Regions from separate parts of the Zea mays genome. Here all the other regions are linked to region 3. A link is a contact called in public Hi-C data. All regions are on one chromosome and are shown on one strand. Each heading gives the region's core, a stretch centred on a gene start, on an enhancer-like site or on the middle of the called end of the contact. The rest is flanking DNA. Distances are from core to core; before and after follow the strand shown.

Region 1 (4,340 bases), core at 1,195-3,694, 310 kb after region 3:
CCTTTCACCACTTGCTGCTAGAGGTTTCATGACATCACTAATCTGTCCTGTCATCATCACATCCACATCACGTAAATAACCAGTCTCTGAAACCTTCCCTTTGAATCCTTTGCTCTGGGAAGGTTCTAAATCTGCATCAGCAGTAGGATAGTTCATTTTGGCCACTTTAGCAAGCTTGTTTGATTTTTTGGCACCATGTGCTGGTCTATGATACCCAGAATGGTGACGCTCTGGCTTCCGCTCGAGATAATGTGCTTCCCTGCCATCTTCAAACTTTTCTGATGAATCAGATTCTGTCTCGTCACTTTGACCATAGACAGCATTGCTCCAGTGCTTCTGGCCAGTCCTATCTAGTTGTCTACTGGATTTACCTGCCACCTTCGCTTGTGATATCTTGCTTCTAGGGTCAGAACCAACACGGGCATCATTAACCTCTTTCTCAATACTTTTATAGGACTTAACCTTCAGACCATAGCCAGCTTGATCTTTCCTGCTCCTGTAATCACCTGCAGATTGCCCCTTCTGCCAGTCATCTGAGTTACCAGTGTGATTACCAGCTGGCAAGTTCATCTCATCACCCATTAAAGCGTTAATGTGCACACCTTTTCCACCTTGCACCCAGTCTCTCTCCAAGTACCTTGCATTCCTTCTGGTATCAAAATATGGAGGATCATATGCTGCTGCTAAGGTGACTCCCTGATTAGCACTGAGATTCCTGCTGTAGTAGTAAGGAGATGCAGTATGGTTATCACTGTAGTTATTTGCATACAGATTGACATCACAGCTCGTAGACAATTCCTTCTTCACTGGCTTGGGAAGCGGCCTCGGAAACCGAGGTCTTGACGAATCCCTTTCATATCCAAGGTCCTCCGACTCCGAGTAAAGGCCATCTATGCTCCTGTGAAGCTTCCCTCTATGTGTGCCAGAATCATACCCTCGACGAGAAAGCTCAGAGAGTGCCACCACAGCATCACGGCCAGACCCTCCCATGTCATCCTCATCCACTCCTTTCGGTGTACCCACCCGCAACAGCCCCTTCGACTTCTCCTTCGCTAACTTCCCTGCCTTCTTCTGCCTACTCTTATCGTGCTTGGGTCGAGCTAAGACCTGTTCCCCAGATCCCCTGCTCTCTGAATCAGTCTCCGACCCAGCCCGCCTTGTGAAATCTAGAGCTTTTCTCTGCTGTTGTTGTTGGTGCTGCTGCTTTGCCTTCATCGTGTCCAACATCCTCAGCCTCTCATCAAGGCTGTATCCCTCGCGGCCCTTCCAGCAATCCTTAATCTCCCGGAGCCTCCGTACCATGGAGTTGTGGTAGCTCTGCAGCCAGTAGTAATGCTTGCGCCGCTCCACGAAGCGAATGCCGCGGCGGTACAGATTGACCCTCGGGTCACACAGCCCGCCCTTGAGGCGCTTGAGGAAATCGGCGAGGGGGCTCCCGAAGTGGAAGTTTTGCCCCGCGAGGAGCTCGACGAGTGTGCGCGCAAAGGTCTCCTGGTCCATATCGGGCAGGAAGGCGGCGAGGCGCAGACGCTCGTCATCGCTGAGCAGGTCATTCCAGGCGTGGAGTGAGAGCACGTCACCGAGACCATCGAGGTCGTAGAGCTCCAACGGCACGGCCATGCTCTGGTCCCCGACCTGGCACATCTCCGTGCTGGGCTCGCCCAGCTCCGCAACGTCCAGCTCGTCGGAGCCCATCCCCGAGTCCCCCTCGTCCTCCTCTTCCTCGAACTCCTCTTCCTCCTCCTCCGCCTCTGGCTCATCGTCTCCTCCTCCTCCGCCGTTCTCCTCCTCGGCGGAGAAGCCGTCGGCATCGGACTCATGCGACGGCGTTGCCCGTGACCCCTCCTCCTCCTCGTCTTCGTCCTCCGTGGCCTCCAGTGAGGCCTCCGCGCCGCCGTCAAGCCTGGGGAGGCGGACGCCGCCTCCGGTCCTCACGATCGCCATGGCTTCCCACCTACGCCGCCGAGACAAAAAAAAATAGCAAAAGCCAAAGCAGTTAAAACCCTAGCCCCCAATCCACTACCTCCTAGCAACAGGGGGGTGGAAGGAATTAAGAGGAGGCGCAGTACACAAGGAGCGAAGTGAAGCTCACTCACCGGAACGACCCCAGGCGGGCGGAGCGGCCGGGATGCGGCGAAACCCTAACCCTAGCGCGCGCGGCGACGAGGGAGGGGACGGGACGGAAAAGGGGGGAAGTTGTGAGGAAGGGAGGGCGAGCGGGTGTGGAGGGTAAATAGTGGATGGGGGGAGGAAGACGACGGCGACGTGGCGCGCGCAGGAGCCGTCGGATTGGGGGAGGGCCGCCGCGGGGGGGTGGGGTGGGGTGGCGGCGGGTGGGAATAGGGCGCGGGGGCAGGGGGCGGCTCGCAAAAGTGTTTCTAGTCGGGGTCGGTCGAGTGCGGAGGAGACGGAGATGAGGGAGACGCAGCCGAGGAAGGGGAAAGCCTCGCAGGCGGGTTCGCGGGCGCGGGGCCCGGTAGACTGGTAACGCTGGCAGGTGGGCCACTCCTCATCTCTTGCCGGGTTCCCGGGTTTGCGCGGGAACTTAACTTGGATCGCCTGCTTTTTCGTTCGTTAGTTGATGATACTAATTCATAGTTCATTTGACTTTTCCATAGCAATTTTAACCGGCTCGTATTTTAAATTTTTTTGCAAAAAAAACTTAAAGTCATATTTAAAATATATTATATGCTAAACAATATTACAGTACAATTATGAAATTTTTTAAATAAGACGAGTTGGTCAAAACTTGTGATAAAAATATGAATTGTAAATTGGAATGGGGAAATATAATCTTAACTGTACAATTAGTTATGTACGGCATGTTGGAAGGATTTTATTTCAAGAATTTTAGTTTGGGATTTTCAGCTTCACCATAAAACAACTTCAATAAATTATTAAAGTGGGTTTGATGAGTGTTTCTTTGCACATGGACTCTAGCTTCTGTAACACAAATCAAATTGTGTAAGTTTTCTTGATTACCCTTGATGATTAGTGGCTGTCACGAGACAATCTAAACGCTATGCTATGTAACCAGTGGCATGATGCATAATTTTCATGCAACTTTATGAGTAGGTATAAAAACAGTGTTTGCAAAGCGCTATTTGAAAAACTTCATGAATTTAATAAAATTGACCACTAGTTTCATTTTTAAAAAGTTAGAGCTAGACTTGTAATACAAGTTATGTGTTAAAATATCTCATAATTATCTTAGTTGTAAACATGGAACTTCATTAATAATTTTCATTAAGTTTGTAAAAAAATATTATTGTTGTTGTTGTTGTAAACAGAAAGCTTGGGAGAGTTTATCTTGCCGTGGCTGCTTGGAGCCCGTGCTCCATCCCTACGAGTAGCTTCTCTGTTGCACCATATCTCACTCTTCATTTCAAACTCTATTCTATAAACAGTGCCTTGCATGGCCGTTTGCACGTTATTGCTAAGCAACTCAAAGATATTAGCTAAATCGTTTTGTAAAGGTAAATTTGGCTATTATTAGAAGAAGAAAAATGTCTCCAATAGAGTATGTAAATAGTTCTTCAAATTCAGTAGCTATGAGTCTCTACACCTTTGCTCTTTAGTTTTAGATAACATGCTTGACTCGTCATACAGAGTTCTGGATTTACAAAGTCAGTTGGACTAATCTTACTCCTTTTTTGTAGAATATATTTTAAAGAATAGCTAAATCAGTAAACTTGTAACTCTAAGCGACTAGTCATATCGGTTTGTAAAGGTAAATTTGACTATTAATAAAGAAAAAACATCTCCAATAGACTCTGTAAATAGCTCTTCAAATTTAGTATCTCTCCATCCATATACATTCACTCTCTATTATTAGATAGCATGCTTTACTTACCATAAAGAGTTCTGAATTTACATAGTTTATTGGACAAGTCTACTCTTTTCTAAAATCTATTTTAGAGAGTAGCTAAATCAGTAAGTTTGGATAATCTCCTAGAGTTGCTCTAATCTTTTTGACTAATCGTTTTTTCTTTCTTCTACGAATCCAAGTATTTTGTATCTCCTAAAATACTTCGTTTGTCGTAACTGTAGTAGTTACTTTTCATTCATTATTATAGTATTCTTATTTTGTGTAGTAGATAGATATAGAGTAAATTTGCTCTCATGCAAATCCCTGACATTAAGGCTTGTTTGGTTTGAGGCAATTGTGACTAAAACAAAGATTAAACTGTTTTAGTTTCTAGTCCCTTAAGGAATAACTAAAAGAAATTAAATAATATTAATTCTACCTTTTGTCTCTCATTTATTTTAGTTACACTAATGACCGAAGAATGTTAAGAAATATTTTAGTCTTCTTACAAGTTATTTTACAAGTTATTTAA
Region 2 (4,054 bases), core at 1,428-3,927, 330 kb before region 3:
TACAGGAAAGGGAAACCATATCACAGTTCATTCGCAACATCTTAGCTATAGCAGGACATTCCAAGGGCCACTCATGAAAAAAAACATAGTGAAACAAAGAAAGCCAAACAGACTAGAGCAGAACATACGGGTCTGCCCGTTTCAGTCGGCACAGTTCACAATAAAAATGAGGTGGAATATCAGGGCCAGCACCCTCCGTGGGCTTATCTGGAATGAGTACGCAGGTAATATGCTGCCACACCTGGCATTTGCCATCTTCGCACTGCAGGAAACAAGACAGCAAGATAAAAGATTAACAAGGCGCATGAAACCAAAAGAAACTGGTTGCGGTTAAGAGAAACTGTGTTCACGTCATATGTGCCTTTCAAATGAAAACAAAATACATGCACATATATAAAAGGGTTACCTTAATCATATTGTCATTTAGCAATGTGCTATTGCAAAGGCAGCGGACCTTAGTATCCACATGGTAGAAGTCAGGCGCTTCCTCTTTGGGCCTGAAATGACTGAAATCTGATCCACTGTGGCTTCTAGAGGGAAGGTCAGGAGCACATACTTGCATTTTCCTGCTAATAAAAGCACCGAGGCACAAGAAGGAAATAAGTCAACAACTTCATGTGACGTAGTCAACTCTCTGGTATGTATTCTTGTACTGAACATTGAGAAACAGATGGAATGGAACCTGTATGTGTCATCAACAACTTTTGCCACCGCCTCCCTTGTAAGAGCATTTTTCCTTCCCCATCCATGATGATGTTGACCTGCAATAAGCAAATAGAGCTTAAGAGCAAGATTTCATGGAAAGAACAAACTTAGGGATTCAGAAGAACAAAATCTGAACTAGTTGATGCTGTATAACAGAAGAGATCTTTTCTTGACCAATCATCAGCTCAAGGACAAATAAATAAATGGCCCATATCAAACTACAATGGCACAAACAGATCTACTGGCTTGAGCACAACTGAAAAGTAATACTAACCAATATTGAAGCATAAAAAATGCAGCAGTTAAAGACAACAATATTTGGGGGGTGGGGGCAAAGACCAACATACCTTGCTCATCTGATAAAATAGCCAATACCCTGTCAACAAGGTCCTGCGATCAACGATTACGAAAACAGATCAGATACCATCAAGTGCAAAGCTGAGGCACGTGCAGTGAAGATGAGATTCTGAACGTGTTCAAGGAAACAAAAAAAAAGAAGATAGTTCTGATTTCTGATATTGCAACACTGATGAATTGAGGCTTGTCCTGCAAACCCATGGTTACTGCCAAAACAAGTTGTGCACAGCACGACAGGAGACAGACCCAACAATGATGTACGGGCAGATGACTAGCTCACCCTGGAGGCTCATATGACATGCCTCTAATCAGTTGTGATCCTACATATCCGGGAGAACAAAGTGCCCCACAGCAAAAATAAGAGCAAAACACTTGCTGACCTGCTTCTTTCCTTGCTTCGGTAACCCCAGCTGATTTAAGATATCTTTGAGCTCCTTTATTCTAAAATACGCAAGTTTATCCTGTGACGAACAGGGAAAGAATCAACATGTGAGATCTTCAAGAGCGACTGTTACATGTTGCGTGCTTGAAGTACACCGCCACACTTGCCATGGTTAATCCATAGAACAAAAAGAAACATTTCAGAAAAAATATCTCCAGCAGCTTAACCATATTCATACCCATATTCAAACTCCACTCTGCATATAGTGGGAAAATACAGTGTTTTGGGTAAACTATGGGTAACACGGTCTCAGTTAGCCATGCGCAAGCTAGGAGCAGCTTAAGTGAGTACTGCGTCATGCAACAGAAGAATCCAACACTAGCCTATCAATTAGTACAATCCATGAGGAGTTGATTCGGCGGCTAAGACAGCATAGAACACCTACCCCAACAACAGCACGCAGCTCCAAAACTCGGGGCTTGACGACAGCGGGCAGCGATCTAAGAGGCCGAACCGCCGGCCACGCGATTCCGCATTTGGAAAGAATGCACTGGTGCCAGCAAGCGCAAAAAAAGTAGGATCCGAGCTCTCAGCCAATCCATCTAAACATCGGCGTGGAAATAACCGCCGGGCGGCAGCGGGCAGCGGAGCGGCGGCAGGGGCGGGAATCCCACGAGCCCAGCCAAATCATCCGGGAAATTCGAGGGGAATCGGCGGAGATCGGGTGGCGAATTGGGCGCGGGCGGACGTATACCTTGCAGCTGGAAGCGAGGTCCGACATGGCCGGCGCCCGCGCAATGAAACCCCCGGAGGGGCACGGGCATGGGGAGAGGGCGATCGAGGGCCCCGGCGCCGGCGAGGAGATCCGGCGATCGGGGCGCCGAATTGGGACGGCGCGGGTGCTGCTGCGGCGGGGCTCCCTCGCGTGGCGTCTCTGTGGCCTCCGCCGTTTGCGTCGACGACGGCTGCCTGGACGGGGCAGGGTTTTCCTCTCTCTCTCTCTCTCCACCTCGCTCTCGTCTTCCTTGGCTCGCGTCGCGCGTGCTTGTGGGACGGGTTCGTCGAGAAAGGGTGAGGAGAGAGGGGGGGCGGTTTCTCTCTCCTATTCAGCCGCCGCGGCGGACGTATCGGCCGCTATCAAATCCGGTTTTTTGCGGGGCCGTACGAGTCCGCGACCCACCCATCCGGCGTGCGGGGTTGGTCATGCCGTGCCCTGCCCGCCCGCCTTCACTTCACTTCCTCTACGACGACCAAAGCGGGGAGCCGGCGACCCCACCCACCGCTGTGCATCACTCGTGGCGTCACCGTGGGCCAGCCCGATCCGATATGGGCCGGGCTGATATTCAACAACCCACGGCTTTTGGGTACAACTCAGACGCGTCGGTTTTTAAACAAGAGATGGGTGGCATACGCAGTGGGTTCTCTTTCGCTGAAATTCAGGCCTCCTAGGATTGGTAAAATGTATGAATAAAAAAACGTAGAAATAGAGTTGCATGACAATTATAGTTCTATAGAAATTTAAAATACAGAAAAACTTTTGAATAGAGTGTTTAGATGCAACACAAGAAGAACATAGGAATTAGAGGAGAGAGATAGACACAAAGAAAAGTTTCCAAGAGGTTGGATCTCTTGATATAAATCCTCCAAAATCTTACTAGAATGAGTCATCATAAAGGAATTTTATAGAATTTGTAGTAACTCAATCCTTTATTTCAAATGGCTACATAGGAAAATTTTCTATATGGTTCTAATCCTTCAAAATTCAAAAACTTTTCCTATGTTCCAAAGGGGCCTCAAATAAATCGAGCCACCTTAGGCCACCTCCAAGGGTGTTCTGTATACCTCCCCAACCCTAGGTGGGTGATGTGGGTGATATTTAGGGTGAAAACCTTCAACGACGGTTCTCTCCACAACCTACCCCATACCGGGTGAGTTTCAATCTACTCCCACGCTTTAATTAATGTATTACTTTGTGATATTAATCCCTTTTAAGTATCGTAATCTAGAAATGATGTGTATTGTAGTAATACAAATAGTGTATGTTTTTTAAAACTTCAAGTAATGATGAAAAAATATCAAATAACTGAATTGTAGTATATAGGGGAGCTAGATAGGGTGAATGGTTGGAGACTTTGAAAGGGAAATGTGTCCTTGGGTGATTTCTATTTCGTTTTGCTGATTAAATGTTCAACACGTTATTTTTGGACTAACATCATCTTGCATTAGCATGAGCACATGTAGTTAAAGCAAATCGAGAAAAAGGCATTTTACGCTCGAAAATGGGAATACTACAAATCGATGTGGTTCCAAGTGAAAAAGGTATGCTCCTTGCACTTAGTCAATTGTTTTAGGTACTAATCATATTTGTCTAAGTGCTAGAGACTATATGAAGTCAAGTCAAAAGGAGCCAAAGAAGTTTGTCTCAAAAGAAAGAAAGTTGGGCTGGTCTCGGCAGCACCGGACAGTCTAGTGCCACCCACCGGACAGTCCGGTGTGCACCGCATAGTCCGGCGATTGTACGGCCGAAGAGGCTGCTCTCGGGTTCAGTCGGGCTCCCTCGGCTATAATTCACCGGACGGTCCGCGCAGAGTGTCAGGACAGTCCGATGTG
Region 3 (4,289 bases), core at 1,023-3,522:
TGCGTTGATCCATCCATGGCCACAGCACTGATGATGAAGGCGAACACATCTTCATCTTATCTAATGGAAAAGAGCATCTGTCAATGCCAGTGTCACACGGGTGGGGTGACAGAGAAGGACATGGCTGGCATTCAGGCTGTGAAATACTCCGATCCTCCAGGACAAACAAAGCCATCATCATCATCATCATATGATGGAAGAGACAAAACAAAACAAAACAGTATGGGCGGCACGCAACGCAAGCAAGCATTGCATTGCTATGCTGAAATGAAAGAAGCAACCATACACCATGCCATGCACTAGCAGATCGTCTTCCGTAGACTGACAGGACGGTGGATGCTCTGAATCTGGACGACACGGTATCCAGATATGACTGTCTGATCTGAGCAGCGTACGTGCCGACATGCACGGAGTTCTGCAATGGATCCTCTCCTCTCTGTAAGACGGATGGGGTAATACAATGTTCATATAATTTGATTTGACTTTAATCTGTAGCCGCCGCTTCTATAAAATATTTTATTTTTATAAATTATAATTGCAGCAGTCGGAACACCGATTTTAATCTGAAGCCAACAACGAGTGACGATAGGCATCGTATTATAAAGATATTGACCCATGGCTGAAAAGTTGAGCAAGCAGACAGTGCACCTGTCATATGATGATGTTTATATTCAAAGCCAGTTCAAGGGGCGTTTGCTCTGTCAGTGATCGGTCCATGCATGTGTCTGCTGATTTCTTGGGCTTCAGTTGTTTCATTTTCACATAATATCTTAACGTGTCATCTCTAAACATCTTTTCCTCTAAGTCAGTCTAAGTGCACATGTGAAATTATGATTACCTTTTTAATAATCTGTTTTTTTAAAAAAAAATCATATACAACATCTTGTTTACCACCGGTGGTGGATGATTTGAAAAATAATAGAAAAAAATAACGCTAGAAGGAGGGCTTGAACCTCCGACCTTGTGGTTAACAGCCACACGCTCTAACCAACTGAGCTATTCCAGCTAATATGATTCATTTCTTCTCTTGATTTTTGTAACCTTTTTTGGACAAAGGCGAGTAGTAAAAACATCAAGACTAGAAACATGGAAGGAACAGCATATATATATATATACACACGGGATTCCAGTTGAATGGATCATAGATTCTTCGTAGTGTAAGGTACAGAATAGGCAGCTGCTCCTCAACACAAGGTCCATTGAAGTATATACCAGCCAAAGACGATCATGCTTCCAGCTAGTTTTGTCTACCTGTTCCTCCACAGCGGGCTAGTTCCTGGAGCTGGAGCTTGGCCTTCTTCAGCTCATCTTGCACCTGGCTGACCTCGGACTCCAGTTCAGAGAGGCCTAGCTAGCTACTTACTTCGGGGGGGGGGGGGGGAACAGACCGTAAATTAATTATGTTTAACTCTTAAAAAGACTTCTGCTTTTTTATGAGGTGGAAATACAGGAACCCCAAATGTTTATAACTCCTAAAAAAGACGGCCAATCTGGCGACTCTTCTTTGAAGAGGTTCAAGTCGGAATGAATTCCATTGTCCAATCCAATGCCGACAAACATTCAGTTACTGTACAAGACATTTAGAATGTTTGTCGGCAGTGGCTAGAACTAGAAGCATGCAGTTTTGTGTGAAAAAACAGGACTCGGTTCGTTTATTAATGAAATGAGATGTCTAAAGAACTAATAAAACAGGTTGGATTGGATGAAGACACAAAGATCGACAAGCAAAACGATTCAAGTCCATGCGTGTTTACATCTCAATATAGTACTTGCATAAATCACGGCTCGAGAGAAGATGATAATGTTGGAGAAGAATGTGACAAGAACCGATCGAGGTGCACCAGTCAACAATGCTTGCTGAAACATGAAGCCATCGAGCTAAGACAAAGATGCTGCTGCTGCTGCTCTCTCTCTCTCTCTCTCAAGTCTGAACGAAACAGCTAGCCAGTCACCTGAACCGTGATGGTGAAAATTACACGAAATTACGATCGACAGAGCAGACAGGGGAAAAAACAGTGCTGCTCCATCGTTTTGCATTTGCTTCTCTTTCCATGACTACCTGCAGGCTGCAGTCCCGGCCGGCCCTGGCCCTGGCCCTCTACTACTCGCAGCTCCATGCATCGCACGCATGACGACAAATGGTTTCGCTCCCGCCGCCGTACGTACTGTACAGTGTACACCAACATGGTAATGAGAGGAGGCAGACAGATGCTCCTGCAACCTGCACAAGGATCAGTAACTGCCTCTCTGGAACGGAAGAGCAGAACAAGGAGACAGAAAAAGAAGATGAAAGCACTCTCTGGACACCATCACGGCAGACGTGAGAGACAGAGCTCATGTAGTTCATGCAAGAACCCCCCTTGCCTGCCTACCCACGATCACCCACATTCCGCTCCACGCCTCCACCCACCTTCTCCTGATCTCCTCCTGTCTTCTTCTTGCTGCCTGCCGCGCCTCCCTCCCAAAAACCCTCAACCAAAACCCCACCGCTGGCTTCCACCGCCACCCGTCGCGACGTTGCCTCACCCTGGACGCCCGCCCGCACCGCGCCAGCCCCGCCGCTCCTCGGTAAGCGCCTCGATCGCCGCCGCCCTCCACCGTCCGTACGTTAGTTTCCTACTTCTCTCCATGCGTCGTGTACGTCCCAACTCCCAAGGACACTCCACTACTCCCTCGCACTGATCGGCTCCTTCCGTTTCGCTCTCCCTTCCTTTCTTTCCAGGCGTGTCCCGCTACATGGCGTCGCCGCCGCTTCCCGGAAAGGACGCTGCTTTCGGGTCCGGGACCACGGTGCGGCGCCCGGGGAGGCTGCGCGTCATGCACCCGCACGTGGCGGAGCTTCTCCGAAGCCCGCGCCGGCACGCGCGTCCGGCAGCGGCGCCGCAGGCGAAGGCGCAGGCGCCGGTCCCCGAGCGCGCGAGGTACGCGTGCGCGTTCGAGGACGGCGGCGGCGTCGCGGCCCCCGGCCGCCTCGTGTGGGCCAAGGTCAGGAACCACCCGTGGTGGCCAGGGCAGGTGTTCGACGCGGCGGATGCGTCGGCGGTTGCGCGGGCGCGGCGCAGGCTGCGCCGCGCCGTCCTCGTCGCGTACTTCTGGGACAGGACCTTCGCGTGGACCGACGCCGCGGCGCTGCTCCCGCTCCGCGCCGGCTTCCCGCGCCTCGCCGCCGTGGCCCCCGTCGCCGCCGCCGTCGACGCCGCGCTGGCCGAGGTCGCGCGCCGCGTGCTCGCCGGCCTCTCGTGCTGCTGCGGAGGCGGCGGGGACAACGAGGCCACCGCCAGCACGCAGGCGATCGACAACGCCGGCGTCCGTGCCGGCGCGCCCGGGGCGGCGGTGGACGCGGCCTTCGCCAGGCGCGCGCTCCAGGCCGAGGCCCTCCTCGGGTACCTCTCCGCGCTGGCCACCAGCCCGCGGGCCGGGGGCGACAGAGTGGACCTCGCCGTCGCCGCGGCGCAGCTCGGGGCGCTCGGCCGGTGGAAGGGCTCGGCGAGGGGCCTTCCCGAGTACACGGTCGTCCACGGCATCGATGATGCCGTCGTCGCCGCCCCTGGGAGAGCCAAAGCCAAGCGGAGGAGGCCGCCGTCGACCGGAGTTGATGGTCCTGCTCCTGCCAAAAGGAGGGTGAGCAGGAACACTCACATCGCTGCGACAAAAGGGAATGCAGCCTGTGACACCGGCGACTACGAAGCGCTGGAGCTGGAGGATCTCCCGCTGGGCACACCGGCCCAGCAGACGCCCACGCCCACGAGGATCGGGAAGCTCATGAGCCGTGCCGCGCAGAACATGTCGCTCTCGCCGGTGGTCCTCAGGGTCAGGGCCACGGCGGCCAACGGCAGCAACTGCGCTCCTCCACCTCCGACGGCTGTACTGCCAGCGCCACACATGGTAAGGTGCGCGGTAGTGGCAGCACACGAGCAGCTTCCTCCGACGCGCAAGGACGACAGTGGTGACCACGAAGCCTGGGCTGGGGCCGGGCTCGTGCTCAACTTCAGCAGCGCACACGCCGTGCCTTCCGCACGTCACCTGGCCACGGCCTTTAGCCGGTTCGGGCCTGTCAAGGAGGTCCGGGTAGACAACACTACAGTGGTCTTCGACAGTGATGCGCATGCTGATGAGGCGTTCTCGGGCGCCGCCGAGATCGGCTCCATCAGCGCGTCCCTCGTCAGCTTCCGTGTCACTTCTTCGCTTCCTGCCGCACCAGATGATCCTGCTGCACAACCTCAGACTCAGAGCATGCCGTCGGACACCTCGCCTGTTGAAGCGCTTAGGTAGCTCATTCGGCCGTTTAT

The links. Hi-C and Micro-C count contacts between places; a contact is called where the count stands out from the background.
Region 1: a Hi-C map of bundle sheath shows a contact between it and region 3, with 5 times the contacts expected there. The contact joins the promoter of LOC103635951 here to the promoter of LOC103637299 in region 3. A contact is called at or near these places in 3 of 25 Hi-C or Micro-C datasets (bundle sheath, root tip and tassel).
Region 2: a Hi-C map of bundle sheath shows a contact between it and region 3, with 4 times the contacts expected there. The contact joins the promoter of LOC103635939 here to the promoter of LOC103637299 in region 3. A contact is called at or near these places in 3 of 25 Hi-C or Micro-C datasets (bundle sheath, ear and tassel).

The regions. Positions count from the first base shown.
Region 1 is chr8:135,828,282-135,832,621 of Zm-B73-REFERENCE-NAM-5.0, forward strand. LOC103635951 reads right to left here and starts at 2,445. Exons shown (of 2, transcript XM_008658319.4): 1 at 2,097-2,445; 2 at 1-1,954. The coding sequence starts at 1,944.
Region 2 is chr8:135,184,080-135,188,133 of Zm-B73-REFERENCE-NAM-5.0, forward strand. It overlaps LOC103635939 (E3 SUMO-protein ligase SIZ1), which reads right to left and starts at 2,678. Exons shown (of 17, transcript XM_008658309.4): 1 at 2,199-2,678; 2 at 1,443-1,523; 3 at 1,053-1,095; 4 at 683-761; 5 at 407-566; 6 at 129-262. The coding sequence starts at 2,225.
Region 3 is chr8:135,515,218-135,519,506 of Zm-B73-REFERENCE-NAM-5.0, forward strand. LOC103637299 reads left to right here and starts at 2,273. Exons shown (of 3, transcript XM_020543123.3): 1 at 2,273-2,568; 2 at 2,723-4,268. The coding sequence starts at 2,737. TRNAN-GUU (transfer RNA asparagine (anticodon GUU)) reads right to left here and starts at 1,006; the gene lies at 933-1,006.